2 separate regions of the Hordeum vulgare genome follow, and region 1 is linked to region 2. Evidence: chromatin contacts called from public Hi-C data. All regions are on one chromosome and are shown on one strand. The core of a region is the stretch at or near the end of the contact, and the rest is flanking DNA. Distances in the headings are between cores, read along the strand shown.

What was found. A called contact is a pair of places that touch in the nucleus more often than the background predicts.
Region 1: a Hi-C map of leaf shows a contact between it and region 2, with 2.5 times the contacts expected there. The contact joins the promoter of LOC123432495 here to the promoter of LOC123432479 in region 2. A contact is called at or near these places in 2 of 6 Hi-C or Micro-C datasets (leaf and seedling).

The regions. Positions count from the first base shown.
Region 1 is chr1H:305,896,156-305,901,185 of MorexV3_pseudomolecules_assembly, forward strand. LOC123432495 (myosin-8-like) reads left to right here and starts at 2,192. Exons shown (of 39, transcript XM_045115395.1): 1 at 2,192-2,563; 2 at 4,151-4,279; 3 at 4,566-4,709; 4 at 5,014-5,030. The coding sequence starts at 2,561.
Region 2 is chr1H:304,978,693-304,983,606 of MorexV3_pseudomolecules_assembly, forward strand. LOC123432479 reads right to left here and starts at 2,839. Exons shown (of 1, transcript XM_045115394.1): 1 at 1,974-2,839. The coding sequence starts at 2,802. The coding sequence ends at 2,113.

The DNA of each region.
Region 1 (5,030 bases), core at 942-3,441, 920 kb after region 2:
TTCTAAAAACCAAGGAATTTGTGAAAGCCACATTTGCAAATGGCCAGGAAAGAAACTATTGCCCCTGTCCTGGATGCGACAACTATAAAAAGACGAGAGAGGCTGTAATGATTAAACACCTGCACATGAGGGGTTTTAAGCCTAATTATACGGTGTGGACATTTCATCGTGTGTCTATACAACGCACCACAACTAAGGTGGTCCGTCGTCGCACCGACGAGCATGGTACCAAGATCGAAGACATGGTGCAAGACTCCGATGATGCTCGGGATTCAAAAGATGAGATGGAGGAATCTGCAAAGGCCTTCTATGAAATGTTGGAGTCTTCAAAACGTCCTCTCCATGAGCACACTGAGCTTTGTCAGCTGGATGCAATTGCACAAGTAATGGCTCTGAAGGCTCAGTTCAACTTGGTAAGAGAATGCTACGGCGCGATGATGACACTGTTTGGACGCTTCCTACCCAAAGGCCATGTCATGCCTGCAAACCTGTACCAGTCGGACAAAATACTTCGTGTACTTAAGATGCCCTCTGAGAAGATAGATGCATGTGAGAAAGGATGTGTCTTATTTAGGAAGGAGTATGCACACTTGGACTATTGTCCCAATTGCGAGTCTTGCAGGTATCTTGTGGTAGACAACCGTATGGGTGAGAAGAGGCAGACCAAAATCGCAGTTAGTGTTCTTCGGTATATGCCAATCGTTAGGGGAGTCTGATGCATACGTAGGGTGACGCCGTTGCTCCGACGTGAGGAGGGCGCCACACATGCGCACCTCCTCTATGTGTGCCCACGACAACCGAGGCACCGCCTGCACAGGGATGCAGTGCGGGTCTAGATGCGAGCCGTGGGGATGTTGACACACAGATACGTCAGCGGCTGGCAGTACAGTGCCAACCTCTTGGTGAGCCGGGATATACAACATGTCCCGTGGCGGCTGACTATCACTGGGCACACGCGACTGCATATGAGAGGGTGGCACACGAGAAGAGGTGGTGTCGGTTTTGAGCTTGCCCTTGCTGAAGAACTCCATGGCAAGCTAGAGTTTTGTGGTGGCCGGCGAGCGAGCACGCGCGGTCAGATATTAACGGGGAAGAACGATGAGCTAGGGTTTTGTGGTCACTGACTAGAGAGCACGCGTGGCCAGATGTGGACCAGGAAAAGTGGATGAGGCCGGCATCTCGCACGCTCGCACTTAAAAAAACGACCATCCGGATGTTTCCACATGCTGCCATGCGGGTCCGAGTTGAATGGCCACATTGACTACGACCGTTGTTGATGGTTGCGTGGCCGACAGGTGGGTCCATAACGGACACCAAACGGACGCACGACACATCCGTCTCGTATTCGTGTGGATGTAAACCAGACGCGGGCCTGAAATGCGTCCGGATAAACAATGAATGGAAGCATTTTGAAATTAGGTTGGTGATTTGCTTTTGATTCGTTTCTATGCAAACGAAGTGCGGATCATTTGAATCACCGGGTTGAAGAGAATCTAGTGTTGGGTACATTATAAAAGATTATATGGGCAGACTGATAAGAGCTGAGAGCATAAAACGTCTTGCTTGTGCGAGCGTAGAAGAGGCTGATGCTTGTGCTTATGTCACTGGGCTGAAGGTTCTTCTGACATTGGAAAATGAAAAGATCATCATTGAATCTAATTGCGTGACGGTTATTTCAAACATCCTATCACCTGCAACCCTTTTAATAGGTTGAAGAAAGCATTATACAGTGATTAGGAAGCTGCTGCAGACTAGATCAGACATTGTTTTTCGAAAGATAGGGAGAGAGGGCAACAAGTGTGCTCGTGAACTAGCTAAGCTTTCTCAGATCAGTGATAGAGAGTGATCTATTTGGGCCAACTACCTCTGCATCTGGAATTGCTGATGCTATCTGATTGTAACGATGATGATGTTTTATTACTAATATAATCGCAATCTTTTTCTTAAAAAAAAAGAAGTTGCTGCGCCGGAATGTATGCGGGTCTTTCGTGGGTCTAGATTGGAGATGCCCTTGTCGCCGAACAAGCACACGTGCGAAACACCGAACTCGGCCGGGGTGCTACTGCTACTAGACTGCTCGGTCGCCGCCGCACGTGCCCCCCTCGACTGGTGAGGCGAAGCGAAGAAGAGGTCGAGACATGGGCCGAAAGGTTAATTAGGGGAGGATCTCCCTTCTGATTGGTTACATTCCATTCGACAGTACGCCGCACGCTACTCGTACCGAAGAAGAAGAAAAAAAAACCGAGCCCGTCACGGCTCAGTCGTCGTCTCTTCTCTACGACTCTACACCCAAGCTCGCCGCCTCCACCGTGCTCCGTCCACGCCCCGCGCCACCTACTCCTCCCAGCGCGCCGCCTCCCGCTTCTCCCAAAGCTCGCCTCGCTCTCTGCTGCCCCTTCCCGCCCCCACCGTCACACCCGCACATCTCCCCGCTGCGCCGCCCTCCGTCAACGACGACGTCATTGGCGGCAGGGCGGTGATCCAGCGGCGACGGCGACGGCGACGGCGACCGTGACCGCATGATCGAGCGGCGGTATTGACGAGGATTTCGGCGGGGCACATGGTACGTTGCTTCTGTTCCGTGCGAGCGGCGATCAGCGAATTCGAGCCCCGATCTGGATCAGTCCCGGGATCGGGGTTCCACGGTGGTCTGAACAATCCGATGACCGTGCTTGTATGCTTCAAGAGGAAGAAAAGCACCAATAGTGCATTTTCTGATACATATGTTTCATCGTACGATGGTCTGACCATGACAGTAGCTTCTGGTTTGGTATGAATTTTCTGGTTTTTGTTGGTTGTAATAGCTTAAAAACAGAGCGAGTGGGTTCAGTGTAGAACTGAAATGCTTGAATCAGACACATATTGCAGTAGTTCTTGCTTTAGTTCGATCCAGTCGGTAACTGATTACTGATGGCTAAGCTTCGCCCATGTTGGTGTTGCCCCCCCTGCAAACACATACAGTATTTAACAATTGGGTAACATCTCCGTATCCCTCAGTTTGTCAAATGCATTGAAGATTTGGCGCATCACTTCTTCCCTTGCCCAAGTGAGCTCGAACATCACCACATTGTACCTGGCACACATCCCACACACACTGGTCCTAGCTAACATATTCCCAGGCCTCGGCTGCCAGCTCAAGGATGCTTTTACATGCATCTCAATTGGCCTCACAACTACTCCACCTTAACCCAAACTACGAGTGCCAAAAACATGAAACAATGCGCATCAGCCACAAAGAACTGGCATTTCGTCAACCTCAACAAGCGACAAATCCCCGTAGCTGGTTTCTACTCCACTTTGGGCAGTTGACTAGTTAAGTCTTACTCCCTCCTTTCCGGTTTATAGGGCTCAAATCTGAAATCTCATCAACCAAGGTGAATTGTGAGTGGATGACACTAGTTTTAACTAGCCAATGAAACATTTCTCACATATTCAATTTCCAAGGCAATAAATGTAGCATCCTCCTTCTCATTGGACTTGCATGATGGATGTAAAAAACGATGCAAGCATAGCCACCATCTCCTTTCTCTAAACTCTATGAATTAAATATGACGTGGGACTCAAAGCACTTTAATTCAATTAGACTCAAAATGAGCCTAATATAATGGAAATCTGAAATTTTTGAGATGAGCCCTATAAACCGGAAAGGAGGGAGTATGAGTACAATGCCATTCAGTAGAAATGTTCACTTTAGGACTCTACATAGGGAATTGAGCCTAATGGCACTTACATAGGGGTTATATGATATTACTGGCTAGCATCACTTGAGAAAATTAGAATTTGTATACTCTCTTTTCTGTTCCTCGTCTTGAATCAATGTCCACCTAAATAATGGGATAATGTACAGTGATGCTTTCTGAAAATTTATTTCCGTTTCCAGTTTACGTTTTATTCTTTGATCAACGAACTTAGGTTGTGTATTTTGTAATTACTAGTTGTAACACCGACACAATGGGGCTGTAGCACTTGGTATTCCATAACTGCTCGACTCTCTGTTTGTCAGTAATGTTGCTCCAGGGTTGTGATCATTCGTTGATATTTTGGCTTTATTGTTATTATTATTATTTTCAGTCTTGATTCAGTCAGGTAACAATATCATTGGTTCACGATACCATGCCCTCCTCATGCGTTTATGAATATTCAATTGTAGGCATCCATGGGCCGCTTTACAGTGGGTTCTCATGTTTGGGTCGAGGATGCTGATGTGGCTTGGATTGATGGTCTGGTGGAGGAGGTCCATGGGGATGAACTAATAATAAACTGCACTTCTGGGAAGAAGGTACTCTCAGTTTCTAGATAATATGCATTCTTCCTTGAAAATTAAAATTTATTAATGTGTATAGACCAAATGTGGATCATTTCTACTCATGCTACCAGGGCTATTACATTTTTCTCCTGAGATACTTGTTGAATCTCAGTTAATCATTATTTAGCTTCCAACTGTGAATTTGCTAGTGCCAGAATCCTATGCCTGTAGCTCTTAATTGTAAGGTAATGCACTGAAAGAAATCCTAACTAAAATCGAACATTTGTGTACTTACTCTCAACTTCTTATCTTATTACAGGTTACTGCAAATGTGTCAAGCGTCTATCCTAAGGATGTAGAAGTAAAACGCTGTGGTGTTGAGGATATGACAAGGCTAGCTTATCTACATGAACCAGGAGTCCTCCGGAACTTGAAGTCAAGATATGGAATGAATGAAATATATGTGAGTTAAGTGGTGCAGCATATCATTTCTTCTTATGCCATTGATATTTGATAATGCACATATTTTCTCTAGGCTGGTAGTTAAATTATTTAATGAATTTACACCTGTACAATTGTCAGTTCTTATGTTTTGTAGTCTACAACATTTCACTTGTGTAGTTGTGCTTACTATTTAGTGTTTGTAGTTTGTACAATTATGGAACTTGGAATTTATCAACACTATTTATGTTTGACCTGCTCTAATTGGTTAGTTGTTAATATGGTAACATCCTCACCCAATTTAATTGATTAAACTGTTCTTCCAGACTTATACTGGGAACAT
Region 2 (4,914 bases), core at 1,589-4,088:
GATCTCCTATGTTGATTTGTCTAGCAGGGTTGTACCGAAGTTGAAGCGAATTTTGGAATGATGATGGTGTTTGTCATGGCTTAGTCGTGTTAAATTTTGGTATGAGGCCAGAAGGGCTTCCTTGTGATATCTTCGTTAGTTTTTTAGGCAGTTCCAGCGAACGCTATTTAGCCACTCAATTTTCTTCATGAATCTTGAAGCACACTAACGACCACATTACTTCTTTTAGATCATTCGTTGCGCCCCGACATGAGCGAACAAAGATTTCCCAACAGAACCTCCTCTATCTCCGGCGATCCTCAGTGAAGGTTATGTGGCAGTAGCTAGTGGGAAACACAATTGCTAGTTTCTGAATTTTTGGACGCAATCCTGCAACCAAAAATAGGCTTGCTCGGCCAGTGTGTGCTATAAATCCTCTCTCCATACATGGAATTTTTAGGTAATAAATGTAGGCTCAACACAGCCAATGAGAGCCTCAATATTTTTCATGAATAATTTTTATCACATAATTGTGAAAGTTGTCTTTTACCGAAGTTCGTTTTTGACGGCACATAATATCTTGATATGACATTCATCTTAATATTTACTGATTTTTTCACGATTAGAAAGTTGATTTAGATGTGGGTGGAGAAAGAAGCTTATGACAGACAAGGAACGTCTATGCAGGCCGCACTAATGAAATGATTTTTCAAAAATAAGTTGTGAATGCAACATGAGAAATGATGTTCTACTATTCTATGCATGTATCCACCGTTTGCCATAATTTTGAGATTTGCGCCATGTTTTTAGTCTCTGACAAAAATATATTTGTTTAGTGATGTTAAATCTAGTTTATTGGGTCGTTTTTCTTGTTTCTAGCATAAAGTTTTGCTGTGTACTAACAACTAAGAGTGCATTTGTTTCCGAGTGCATTGCTGATACGCATTGAATCATTATGATATCTTTTGTTAAACAAGAAAAATAATGAAATACCATGTGATAATGTAAAAAAAATGTCTTGTATTTTAATACATAGGAAGTAATGCTTTGAAAGATGATAAATTTTGCAAACTGTTAGAGTCGTGTCAAATATTGTGTACAAGGTAGGTTAGAGTTGGACTTGTAGTAGTATTGTGTTTAGACATGATATGGAGTCGTGTCCTAATAGGACACTTGTATCCTAGGCCTCTCATATATAGCGGGATAGGCACACGATGTAACCTATGCCAACATAATAACACATGCGTGCAGGGGAACCGGCGGCGTGTGCCGGCGCGCAGGACGGCCAGGGTGCGGTATTGTGACGGTGTCACGGGAAGGAGCGCACGTAGTCATGCGCCGGGATGTAGCCATATTGATGAACCTCGTTAACAAATCTCGATGTCGTGCTCATATAATTGCTTGGTCCTCGGATGATCGACGGATAGCCTCAGTTTTATTCTAACAAACAATGAAAATATATGGCACAAATCTCACAACGGCGGCGGACGATGGATACCCCGTGCATGATACAATAACCACTTTCGATGCAACATATCTAGACAAGGGAAGACTTGTATGAGTTGATTGAGTTCTCACATTATGTGAGATTATGAGATGAACCTCAAAAATTGATGTTCATGCGTGTTGAAAAAATCTAAAATTATTTTGACAACATCCCTGTGGGCCATGTCTACAACTCCGAAAAAAGATCAGTTCAAAACACGATGTACATTTGAAGATTCATAAAAGACAAATTCTAATGCGAATAGTGACTGTTTTGGGGTGAATAGTACTTTGACACCATTCACATGTGATTGTCTTTTCTGTTTTTATTAATATTTGTCGAATTAGGAGCTGAAATTTTTTAGGTTGTACATCAATCATTGATGTGTCCATAATTTTTTATTTGAGAATGTTCGGACATGTATTTTTTCTATAAAAGAATCGATTATCACCTAATGTGAGATTTCACACAAGTCTCCCCCAGTCAAGGATTCTTCTCTCTGACACCATTTTCTGCTCAACCTTGCGAACGTTGATTTATTCCATTCCAGGCAGTACATCAACCGTGTAGTAATACAAGTATACTACTAGTATATCAGTACATAGACGTAGACCGGTACACATGCATGCGATGCAACATGAAACGGATCAGCCCTGGGAGTACTTGGCCTTGTAGTCGTTCCACAGCTGGTCCGCGCTCGTCCCGAGGATCTGCACGAAGTAGTCGTCGTTGTAGCCGTCCTTGAGCTTGCCGTTCATCTCCGCCACGAACCCGGGCTTGCGCGAGTCGCAGTAGTCCAGGAACCTGGCCGTCACGTCGTATCCCTCGTCCCACCGGCTGCCGCCGCCCTCCTTCACCCAGTTCGCCGCTACGTACCCGGCCTTGAGCCGCACGTAGTCCGCGATCCCCTCGAAGATCCCGTGGTGCTCGTGGTAGTCCTGCAGCCCCCACTGCCACACGTGCACCACCTCGTGGTACAGCACCCCGTCCACCTGCTCCTTGAGGTTGTCGCCGGTAATACCGCCGACGGAGCGGGCGCTGAGCTCGATGGTGCTGCCGCTGGTGGAGGCGATGCCGTTCGTGTCGCGGACGGCGAGGGTGACGGTGTCGCCATCGGCGGGCCTGCGGTCTGAGGGGTCCGGCTGGTTGAAGATGCCCCAGGTGAAGGAGGAAGCATCCGAGAGCACTTGCTTGGCGTAGGCGGCGCCGTACTCCCTGTCGAATCGCTGGCCGCCGGCTGTGCTCGACGCCTCGTTCGTCACGTCGAACGTGACCGCGCTAGCCGTGGCTGCCAGGGCCAGGAGGAGGACAGCGGCTGCTGCGATGGATATCTTCATCTCGTCTGGGTGCCTTGGTGAGTGGTACTGGTACGTGGTGAGGGGCTCAATTTATAGGCAGAGAATAGCTAGCTGGTGTAGTTGCTTGGAAGCCGTTGCCGGTAATACGTGTTCGGTCTATGGCTAGTCAAAGCAGCTCCAAGCATTTTTTTTCAGGGCAATCTTTTTAGATTCCAGAATTTTGTACGACTGCGAGCACCTACCCACGCGATGTCTACGAATTTTGTGTTCAAATTTTGTGACACATCACTGTCATATTTTCTGAAACTTTTAGACGGAGTTTGGTGCACCAGCGTTTTAGCACGGTGCACTAGATGCTTCCATGTTCGACCGTGATCTTACGGTGACGTTGCTGGATGAAGTATTTAACTACGACCAAACCATTACAAGAACTAAAAGCATCTACAGCCACCATAACCAAGTCCGGCTGGAAATGTTTTGGATAAGGATTTTCATTCAAGTTGCGAAGCATCGCCAATTAGAACCAAATACGATAGTAGGCTGACAACACTTTCAACAAATTAACGACGCAAATTCATCGTTGTTGAGCTCGACTATTAAAGTCACGACACGAGTTGATAAAAGATAAAAAGTGGTTGTTCCAATCAGCATTTTGAAAATTGACCGTTGGGCTAGGCATACCTATATATGTCACAGTCGATATGTCACATGAAGGCTGCAGCCGTTTTGATCTGAATTAATTAAGTTTGCTATAGTTCAGATTGTGGCCTTGGACATTACATGGATGACGCAGCCCCGCTCTCGCTCTCGCGACTCCGCGGGCGAGCTCCAACCAGCCCCCGCGGGCGGCGGCCACTCCCTTCCGCGCGTCGGCGCCCCTTGCTGTTGGCTTTTGAACGTGCGTATGCAGCTGTACAGGCGTGCCTACGCGATTCTTGCTTCGGCCGGCTACTTGACGGAACTTGCGTAACTAGCGACACGAATAAACCTGATCGATGGATTTGATGGCTAAAAGCCCGTATCGAGCCTTTGCTTTGTATTGCTTTTCGTTTTTCTGGTCTTACAATCAACACCCCTAGGGTGTCTTTTATACAAGTCCACAAGGGACTATGGGAATAGACTAGGACTAGGAATCCTAATACTACTAGGACTCGGTTTGGCTTTCTTTCCTAATCCTAAAAAAACAACACGATTAACTTCTACATTCACCTCTTTAATCTTGTTGCTTGACTTCACTTCTTGCACTCCGACTTTCCTCCTCATCTCGATGAAGTTCTGTCGACCGAGGGACTTGGTGAAAATATCGGCAAGTTGGTCTTTCGTGTTCACATGTTGAACCTCGATCAACCCTTCTTCAATGCACTCCCGGATATGGTGGAACCGGGTATCTATGTGCTTGCTCCTTTCGTGATGAACCGGACTTTTACACAACGAGATTGCAGCTTGGTTATCGATCTTCAATGACACCTTCTGCACCTCCCGCTTTGCAAGAATAGCTAGTAGTCTTCTCAGCCACACTGCTTGACAAGCCGCCGTGCTTGCCGCTATGTATTCTGCCTCGCATGAAGACAATGCCACCACCTTTTGCTTCTCAGAATTCGAGCTAATCGGATTCGGGCCAAGGTAGAAAACCATGCCCGTTGTGCTCTTTCGGTCATCAACATCACCTGCCATGTCACTATCTGAATATCCACGAAGGATCAATCCTTCCTTTCCCTTTCTGTACGTGCAACCAATATTAATGGTGCCTTTCACATAGCTCAAGATTTGATTGACCGCGCCCATGTGCTCGGTTGTGGGATTCTCCATGAAACGACTCACGATCCCGACTGAATAAGCCAAGTCAGGTCGGGTATGCACCAAGTATCTTAGGCTACCCACAAAACTTCGATACATTGTGGTGTCCACCGGCGGATTTGAGCTACGCTTGCTCAACTTGTGATGTTGGTCCATTGGAACTTGTGTCGCGTAGCAATCTGACATGCCACACTTGTACAATAACTTGACCGCGTAAGCCGATTGACATAAGGAAATCTCTCGGGAGCTTTGCTTCACTTCGATGCCCAAGTAATAGCCGAGTAATCCCAGATCACTCATGCTAAACTTGTTCTTCATTTGCGCCTTGAAACGTTCAATTTCTTGTACGCTATC